Regions from separate parts of the Macaca mulatta genome. Here region 2 is linked to region 1. A link is a contact called in public Hi-C data. All regions are on one chromosome and are shown on one strand. Each heading gives the region's core, a stretch centred on a gene start, on an enhancer-like site or on the middle of the called end of the contact. The rest is flanking DNA. Distances are from core to core; before and after follow the strand shown. Region 1 holds the start of TAF1D (TATA-box binding protein associated factor, RNA polymerase I subunit D). Region 2 holds the start of MED17 (mediator complex subunit 17).

What was found. Hi-C and Micro-C count contacts between places; a contact is called where the count stands out from the background.
Region 2: a Hi-C map of fetal cortical plate shows a contact between it and region 1, with 1.6 times the contacts expected there. The contact joins the promoter of MED17 here to the promoter of TAF1D in region 1. A contact is called at or near these places in 4 of 14 Hi-C or Micro-C datasets (CD4 T cells, fetal cortex germinal zone, fetal cortical plate and 1 more).

The regions. Positions count from the first base shown.
Region 1 is chr14:94,581,127-94,585,588 of T2T-MMU8v2.0, forward strand. It overlaps TAF1D (TATA-box binding protein associated factor, RNA polymerase I subunit D), which reads right to left and starts at 1,920. Exons shown (of 7, transcript NM_001257644.1): 1 at 1,772-1,920. It overlaps C14H11orf54 (chromosome 14 C11orf54 homolog), which reads left to right and starts at 2,032. Exons shown (of 11, transcript XR_013404261.1): 1 at 2,032-2,183.
Region 2 is chr14:94,619,423-94,624,045 of T2T-MMU8v2.0, forward strand. It overlaps MED17 (mediator complex subunit 17), which reads left to right and starts at 1,837. Exons shown (of 12, transcript NM_001261648.1): 1 at 1,837-2,307. The coding sequence starts at 2,058.

The DNA of each region.
Region 1 (4,462 bases), core at 670-3,169:
CAGTTTTTACCCTCTAAATGTATTCAATGGAACAAGATTCCAAAAAAGTACTGTCACTTCCAAAAAAAGCATCTTTCAATATAAGTAGAAAATACAGTTTTATCATTAGCCACTTACTAACGTGCAATTACCAATACAGTATTAATGTAAAATTAAAAACCATTTTCCAAGATCAAAGAGGGAATTCCTAAGGCAAAATGTGCCCTATATAAACCAGGAAAAGGATCTCCAATCAACAGACCATTTTAAACTCCTGATCACCTCTCCATTATAATTCCTAGATTCTTCATTCCTAGATTCATTTAAGTAACTGAACTTTGTCATATTGTATCTTTGCCATTATTGGTGGAAACTGACAAGTTCTGAATTCTCAACCTTTTTCAATAAACTATCATAATTCTTTGTGTTTTCATCCCCATGGTAGAGTATACAACATGCCAAAAAAAGAAGAAAAAAAAGATTCCTTCTTGTGAGCTAAAAGAAAAAACAGGTTGGTCTGGGTGGCTCAGGCCTGTGTAACACAGCACTTTGGGAGGTCGAGGCGGGCGGATCGCTTGAGCCCAGGAGCTCAAGACCAACCTGGGCAACGTGGTGAAACTCCGTCTCTACAAAAAATACAAAAATTAGCCGGGCTAGTGGCGCGCGCCTGTGGTCAGGAGGCTGAGGTAGGTGAATACCTGAGCCTGGGAGGTGGAAGTTGTATGTAGTGAGCCTCAGCACACAAGGAGACCCTTGTCTCTACAAAAAATTCTTAAGATACTGCCTAGGTGTGGTGACCCGTGCCTGTGCTCCCAGCCACTCGGGAGGATCGCTTGAGCAGAGGTGGAGGTTGCAGTGAGCCGAGATTGCACCACTGCACCCCAGCCTGGACGACAGAACAAGACCCTGTCTCAGAAAAAAAAAAAAAAAAAAAATAGGCATGGCAACAAAAATGAAGGATAACTACTTATTTCACTATTGTACTTGCCTTAGTCAATCTCTTGTCTCATTCTGTAGCTTCTTGGGACCTAACATGAGTCATTGCATATAAATCCTAGGATGAACTAGCAAAACATTTAAAATATAAAACGATAAGGTTACCAAGAGCTCAGATTTGTTAAATGCCCAATGGACCCCTGTGGTAATTTTCTGGTAGTACGTCTTATTAGCTTAAGTACAGGATTCTACGAAGTCATTATATATCGAATGCTCAAAAACGGAATTCAACAAAAATTTGGCCCCATGCATTAATGGTATACCTGTGGCTAATTTTTTTTTAAAGTAGGGATTATCAAAATAAAGCTAGCTCAAGAATCACTTTTTTCTTAGTGTTTAGAAGACACTCCTACTTGGGTGTCGATGCATCCGCTGGAATTCTGCAATTCTTAGAGGCCACGTGGGCAGAAAGCGGCGCTTTACCCGGAGCTAATTCTGTGACCACCAGCGCGTCTCTCCGGGCAGCGCCTAACCTCCAGGAAACCGGCGCTACCAATGGGTACCTCACATATGAAGGTTAAATCATTTAAATTACGTTAAGAAGGTTAAACTTGTCTGCAACACGTTTTAACACCTCCATCTCAAGATATAATGAAGCCCGCCCACACTACAACCACGTTTGTGGGCCTCATACCAGCCGCGTGGCGCGGAGTGGCCTGCAACCGTGATCCCTTCACCCTCTCGGCCCGACTTCCGAGGCTCAATCCTCCGGAACAACGCAGGGGCCGAAACCCCAGATATGCAATGCCTCCCCTGCCCAACAAGCCCAGACGGCCTTGCCCTCTTGGCAACCTACCTAAAACCGCCTCACACCGGCCCCAACCGCGCACTTGCTGCCCGTAACCCAGGCCTCGGGCCAAAACCTGCGACTGGCCTGGTGCGTGAGTCCTGGAGATTTGCACACACCACCCTCCCGATTTCAGTCCTCCAACTCCGGAAAACTAGCCGATGTCCTCCAACCGCGCGGAAGAAAAGGGTGGGATATCCCCGCGGCCCAAGTAATAGTCAGGCAGAAATCTCGCGATACAATTTAGCTCCCGGGAAGAAGGCGAGCGGTGGGAGGAGTCGCGACGCGGGGGCGCCATTTTTCTCGCCGCGCAGGGAGGAGCGACTAACGTGGGCGGAGCTGTAGCTCGCTTACTCTGAGGAGGCGGGGTTGGCGTAGGCGGAGATCGGGATTCTGGTGTTTTGCTTGCGTGACCGATTCGGTAAGTGGAATAGCCAAGAACATTTCGGCAAATAACAAAAAGAAAATGTGCGGCCAATTGTGAGTGGATGAGAACTGCGAGGAAACAGCCTCTCAGCCCGGGTCGTTTCCGGTGGTCTCGCGTTTGCTGAGCTGTCTCCCGGCTTTCTAAACCTGGTCCAGAGTATGTGGTGAGGGTGACGGGTGGGATGTGTGAATGAGTGTTTTGTCATCCTGTGTCTACTTTTGCCTTCAAAACCCTTGTGTGTGAAAATATTCGGGAAGGTTACTCGAAGTTTGTAACCTTTGTGCTGGACGCCAGTGTTATGCCGTAGCACGCCCAGGTCTCCTCCCCACCTTTGCACCTGTTTCGGGAGCTCACCCTTTCTGCCTCCCAGGAATTGGCTAACACGTCACAAGTGAGACCTGTGGAGGATTTCTTTTTCCTGTTTCCTCCTACATCCTCCCCGCCCCCCACCATTAGTTCCTTGACCAGTTCCTGAGTTAAGATTAAGCTGTGTAAACTAGTTTAGTTTTGGTGGGGTTTTTTTCTTCGAAAGTTTTTTGGTTTTTTTTTTGTTTTTCGGTTTTTTGGGGTTTTTTTGAGACCGAGTTTCGCTCTTGTTGCCCAGGCTGGAGTGCAATGGCGCGATCTTGGCTCACCGCAACCTCCGCTTCCCGGGTTCAAGCGATTCTCCTGCCTCAGCCTCCCAAGTAGCTGAGATTACAGGCATGTGCCACCATGCCCTGCTAATTTTTTTGTACTTTTAGGAGACACGGGGTTTCTCCATGTTGGTCAGGCTGGTCTCGAACTCCTGACCTCAGGTGATCCACCCGCCTCGGCCTCCCAAAGTGCTGGGATTACAGGCGTGAGCCACCGGCCTCCCAAAGAAATTTTTAAAAGGATTGAACTGGTTTGATTTTTCTGGTTTCAAACTTCTGTTTTCATATGATACACCGCAAAAACCAGTAAAGCTGTCTAATCTTATTTTATAGTTTACATCATTTTAGGATAGAGCGTGCCTTAAAAGTAATCTGGTCTCTTTACCCTCCTTTGCTCCATAGATTGGACAATTTCGGGGATAAAAAGTCTGACACTGCATTTGATCCACAGGGGCTGGGCAGTGACTAAGCTCCAGGACTGGTATGGCATGTCCTTCACTGCCATATTCAGCAGCAAGCCTAGCTGTGTAATTTGTGAGGCTCAATGCAAAATGTAAATGCAGCGTCCCTTGTCCAAAAAGAAGGGGAAAAGTGGTATTAAAGGGAAGGAACAATTAACTCCTAATGCAGAATCACTGAAATTTCACATTTCATTTTGTATTTTTTCTTTTTTTTTTTTTTTTTTTTAAGAGACGGAGTCTTGCTCTGTAGCCCAGGCTGGAGTGCAGTGGCCGGATCTCAGCTCACTGCAACCCCCACCTCCCAGGCTCAAGAGATCCACCCACCTCAGTTTCCCAAGTGGCTGGGACTACAGGCGCCCGCCACCACACCCGGCTAATTTTTGTACTTTTAGTAGAGACTAGATTTCACCATGTTGGCCAGGCAGGTCTCAAACTCCTGACCTCAAGTGATCCACCTGCCTCGGCCTCCCAAAGTGCTGGGAGTACAGGCGTGAACCACCGCGCCCGGCCACATTTCATATTCCTTTGTTTTATAGAGACGGTCTTGCGCTGTCACCCAGGCTGGAGTGCAGTTGAAGCAAGATATTTCTCAGACCCCTTCGCGGTTCTTGGGGCTGCGGTGTCTCCCTTTCTCAGCCCGTAGCTCTCGACTCCTCGCGGGAAGGGGCGCGCGAGTGAATGAGGCGGGAACTGGAGTGCTGGAAGCTAGGAACTCCACTCACTCAGGCCTGCTGCGCCCCACCCTTTATGGGAGGGTGCGTAGGGGTGAGCAGATGCTGGAGCCCGAGCGAGTGGTCGCCGGCAGGAGCGAACTCCATGCAGGCCGTGCGGCTGTGTCTGAGGGATGCCCGCGACTCCTGAAGACCCACAACCTGTCTCACAATCTGTCATGGTTGTGAAAAGTTGAGAGAATGTCTGCACAGTGTCTAATGGTGTCTGGTACACAGTGTGCACTCAAATGGTAACCAGTTTAGTTGCGATAGTTGGTCTACCCCTTCAGGTGTTAACCTCTGCAGCTCCATTTCCTTTCTAGACCCTATTTCTGGGCCATCGCCTCCCACCAATTAGGTAGGAAAATATTGTTTGCCTCTATCTGGCCCAAGGCTATGTTCCTGGAGTTTATGTGAGAACCTAACCCCTTTCTCAGCTCCAACTGTAACCCTCTCCCCACCTCCAA
Region 2 (4,623 bases), core at 587-3,086, 38 kb after region 1:
TTACTTCCAGGATAGTTAGGATGATGTTCTTCAGGTTATGCTTAACCATATGGTCGAGTAGTTCGTACTTTGCCAAAACCTGCACATTTTCCTTATTTATGATCTCATTGGGTTCATTCTGTGTTCCATTGGTATGATCATTTAGCTTCCATCTTCATACCACAACTGAGTGTTGAAGATGTTATTTGGCATACAGAGGTCCTAACCAATTATACCCAAACTATAGCTACATGGGTATTCCATTATTAAACAATAAAGTTACTCTTACGGAAAAGGCTATATTACAAAACCATATGACTTTTGACATACTCACTGAAGCCCAGGGACGAACCTGCACTATCATAAAAACTGTGTGTTATGTCTGTATCCCAGATGAATCAGATAATGTGACTATGTTAATGGATAATATGAAAACCTCAACAACTAAACTTTCAGATTCAATACATCTTTAAACAACTGGCTAAGCAGCTAGTTTTGATCTTGAAGACTTGGTGGCAAAAGCTGTTACTTATTCTGGGAATCATGTTCATTTGTTGTTGTCTTGTTTTTGTCTGCACGGCTGTTAGACTGCCACTGTGCCTGGCTATTAATCAGATTTTAAAATAAAGTTAAAAAAATTTTTTTACAAATTTACACGAAAAGCAAGTACTGTTCTCAAACATGATTGTGCGACAGACAGTGCAGCTTGCCAGAAATAGGTTTCTCTCATGAAAATTCAAACCGCTCCGCACACGGCCATCTGCTTTCTTCTTCAGCAGGGACTAACACCAGGGCAACTGTATTTCCCTAAATACCTTAGGAAAGTAGTTCAAAACCTAGATATATCTTGGTCAGAACAAAACCTGGTCAACACTCACGATAAACAGTATATATAATTCCTTAAATGAAATATAGAGGTTTGTAATATAAGATAATCCATCTTTTTCTGTGGATTTCCTACTAATGAAATACATTCTTGGAGACCCAAAGACTGAAGTTATACCACTTCTTCTTAATCTTTTAAATATTATTTGTAGGCCAGGCATGGTGACACACTCCTATAGTCCCAGCTACTCAGGAGGCTAAGGCAGGAGCACCCTTTGAGCCCAGGAGCTCCAGCCTGTAGTGTGCTGCTAGCACTTGTGAATAACCACTGCACTCAGCCTGGGCAACACAGCGGGACCCCATCACTAATAAAAAAGTGAGATCAACATTATTTATTGTTACTCGGGCATAAAATAAATATTCAGTACTTATTACATGCCAGAGCCTATTATGTCTGCTGCAAATATGGGCTGTCATAGAGTTATAACATGAAACCAAATAATTAGTATAATTTTAAGTGGTGATAAGCACAATTGTTTCCCCCAAGCCATACCGTTAATTTCTAACTCTTCAGATAGTCTTTAAAAAGTTTCTTACTAATTAAAAAACACTTTCGTTTTGAGAAGGGATCCCACTCTGTTGCCTAGGCAGTGGTGAGATCTCGGCTCACTGCAGCTTCCATCTCCTGGGCTCAAGCGATCCTCCCGCCTCAGCCACCCGCGTAGCTGGGACCACAGGCGCGCGCCATCAGATCTCAGTTCTCTCAACAGGACTCTCATTGCTAAGATACAAGCATCCATTAATTTCTTTTTCCTTGACTCTTTTCGCCTCTGTAGGCTTTCTTTCCTCATCCGCTCTTTAAACAAAGGCAGGCTTAAAAACAGAGAGCCAGTCTCGGCTCCTGAACCGGTCTTTGCCTCCCGCTGCCGGCCACGCCTCTTATGGGCCGGGAAGTTTACCCCACCCTGCCTGGTGATTCACCGGAAGCGCTCTCGGGAGTCCAGGAGCTTCCGCGCCTGCCCAGTTTTGCTCGGAAAGACGCCGGGAGGGGAGCTTGCAGTGCGTTCTGGGAAAGTTGCTGGGCCAGCTCTTTTGTTTCCAGCCTGAGCGTTGCTTTCGGTTTCCCGAGGGTCTTCTGAGGCACCGCGGTTCCGGGGTGCTGGGTTCCCGGCTCTTCGCTGGGAGGCCTCCTCTCCGTACCTCGTTTTTTGGCTTGTGTGGGGGTCCTCCCACCGCTGGCCGACGCCGCCAGCATGTCCGGGGTGCGCGCAGTGCGCATCAGCATCGAATCGGCCTGCGAGAAGCAGGTCCATGAGGTGGGCCTCGATGGCACCGAGACGTACCTGCCGCCGCTGTCCATGTCGCAGAATCTGGCGCGTCTAGCCCAGCGGATCGACTTCAGCCAGGGTTCGGGCTCCGAGGAGGAGGAGGCGGCGGGGACCGAGGGCGACGCGCAGGACTGGCCGGGCGCCGGGTCCAGCGCAGATCAGGACGACGAGGAAGGTAAAGCCTGCATCCGCTGCCCGAGTCCTCCGGTCTGGGTCCCAGCACCCGCCCGGGTGGCTGCCCTCCTCCTCTTCCTCGGTGGGGAAGATCCTGTGCGTGCGAGAACTTTTGAGTGTCCCACGAGTGGAAGCGTAAGGATACTGGTCGTCATCTTTTTGTTGCTGCCGGACAAGTTAGGACACGACTTTACGCAGTACTCCTGCGGGTCTCCTTGAGTGGGAGCGTTTGAGACACTGTCAAACGGTGAAATGTTTAAATGAATGCTTCTCTGTAGAAGGCCTTTAATGTGGCCCACTTGGTGGCTAAGAGTCTTAGATCGGGGCTCTGCCCCTTGCCTGCTGCGTGACCTTTGGCGCGTTACTTTGCATCCTTGTGCGGTGTGGATGATGATAGTAGCACCTACAGAAAAGAAGTCAGTGTTGACTGGAATGTGTGACGAGGTCCAAGAGGTAGGCGGGTCCAGATCCTGTAGAGCCCAGTAGGCCGTGATAAGCGTTTGACTAATGTTGAGACCACTGCAAACTTTCGCAGGATAAGTAGAGACATGATTTTGTTAAAGGTTACTCTAGATGCTTTCCAGTAAATGAATTATAGGGAAAGCAAAACTGGAAGGAAGGGGGCTGGTTAGGAGGGAAGTGAAGAAACAATGAGTAGGTTTCAGATTCTCATTATTGTCAAGGATTTTTGAAAAAAAAAATCACAATTCTTAATTTAATTATGCAGCAGACTCGGTGTAAATGGGAATTTAAAGATGTTTTTTCAGGGCAGTGCTGTTAGGAGTATTAGGAGTCCATTTGCAGAAAAACGTAAATACTACTTTATACCTCACACAAAAATTATTTCCACAATAATTTTTGAGGATTGATTGAGGTGCCAAATGAAGAAAGCAAAACAAAGTGTTAAAAGAAATAATGAAAGAATAGTTGTATTATTCTGGGAGTAGGATAGATCTTCTTAATTTAGGAAATAACGAGACAGGCATGGTAGCTCACACCTGTAGTCCCAACATTTTGGGAGTCCAAGATGGAAGGATCGCTGGAGCCCAGGAGTTCAAGACCAGCCTGAGCAACATAGGGAGCTCCTGTCTCTACAAATTAAAAAACATTTGATTTGCTGGGTGTGGTGGTGCACGTCTGTGGTCCCAGCTACTGGGGAGGCTGAAGGAGGAGAATGGATTGAGCCAGTGAGATCAAGGCTGCAGTGAGCTATGATTGTGCCACCGCACTCCAGCCTGGGTAATAGAACAAGACCCTAACAGCCACACACACAACCACACACTCACCCACCTACTTTACAAACGATAGATATATTACTTATATAAAATTTAAAAACAATGGGAAAAGATGCCATAAGCAAAGTAAAAAGATAAATGACAGACTGGGAGAAGTTCTACCCATATAACACACATTTAGTTGATATCTTCTGTATTCAAAAAGTCCCTTCAAACTGAAAAGAAAATGATGACCCTGGAAAAATGGGCCAAAGATATAAATAGCTCATAGAGGAGAGACTTCAGATACCAATAAACAAAACATAGACTCAATCTCATTAGTAGGGGCTGGGAAATTAAAACATGATGAAGATACTCTTTCCATGCACAAAATTGGCAGAAATTGAAAAGATTTTTAATATTCACGGTTAGGAATGTGAACTGATAGTGATTTTGAAAGACAATCTGGCAGTTTAGTATGTGCCAAAATTTAATTTTAACTTTTGTTTGTTTGTTTGTTTTGTTTTTTTTGAGACGGAGTCTTGCTCTGCCGCCGACTGGATTGCAGTGGTGCAATCTCCGCTCATTGCAACCCCTGCATCCTGGATTCCAAGGATTCTTCCACCTCAGCTTCCCTAGTATCTGGGACTATAGACACGCGGCACCCTGCCCGGCTAATTTTTGTATTTTTGGTAGAGATAGGGTTTCACCATGTTGGCCAGGCTGGTCTTAAAGACATGATCTCAGGTGATCCACCCTGCCTCAGCCTCCCAGAGCGCTGGGATTACAGGCCTGAGCCACTGTGCCCAGCCGAAACTTTTAAATGTGTATCTTCTTTGATTCACTATTACCACATCTAAAAATTGAACCTGCAAAAAAGGTGCACGTATACAGGGTATATATTCAAGGTGTTTACCACTGCTAGCATTGTTGGAAGCAGTCTACCTGTTGGAAGCAATCTACATGTCCATTAAATACAAATGGTTAAACATACCGTACATCCATGTTCCAGAATATCATACAGTGTTAAAAGAATTAGGTAGTCTTATAAGTGCTAACATGGAAGTGTCTCTAGGAAATATTAAGTGAGGGCGGGGCAAAAA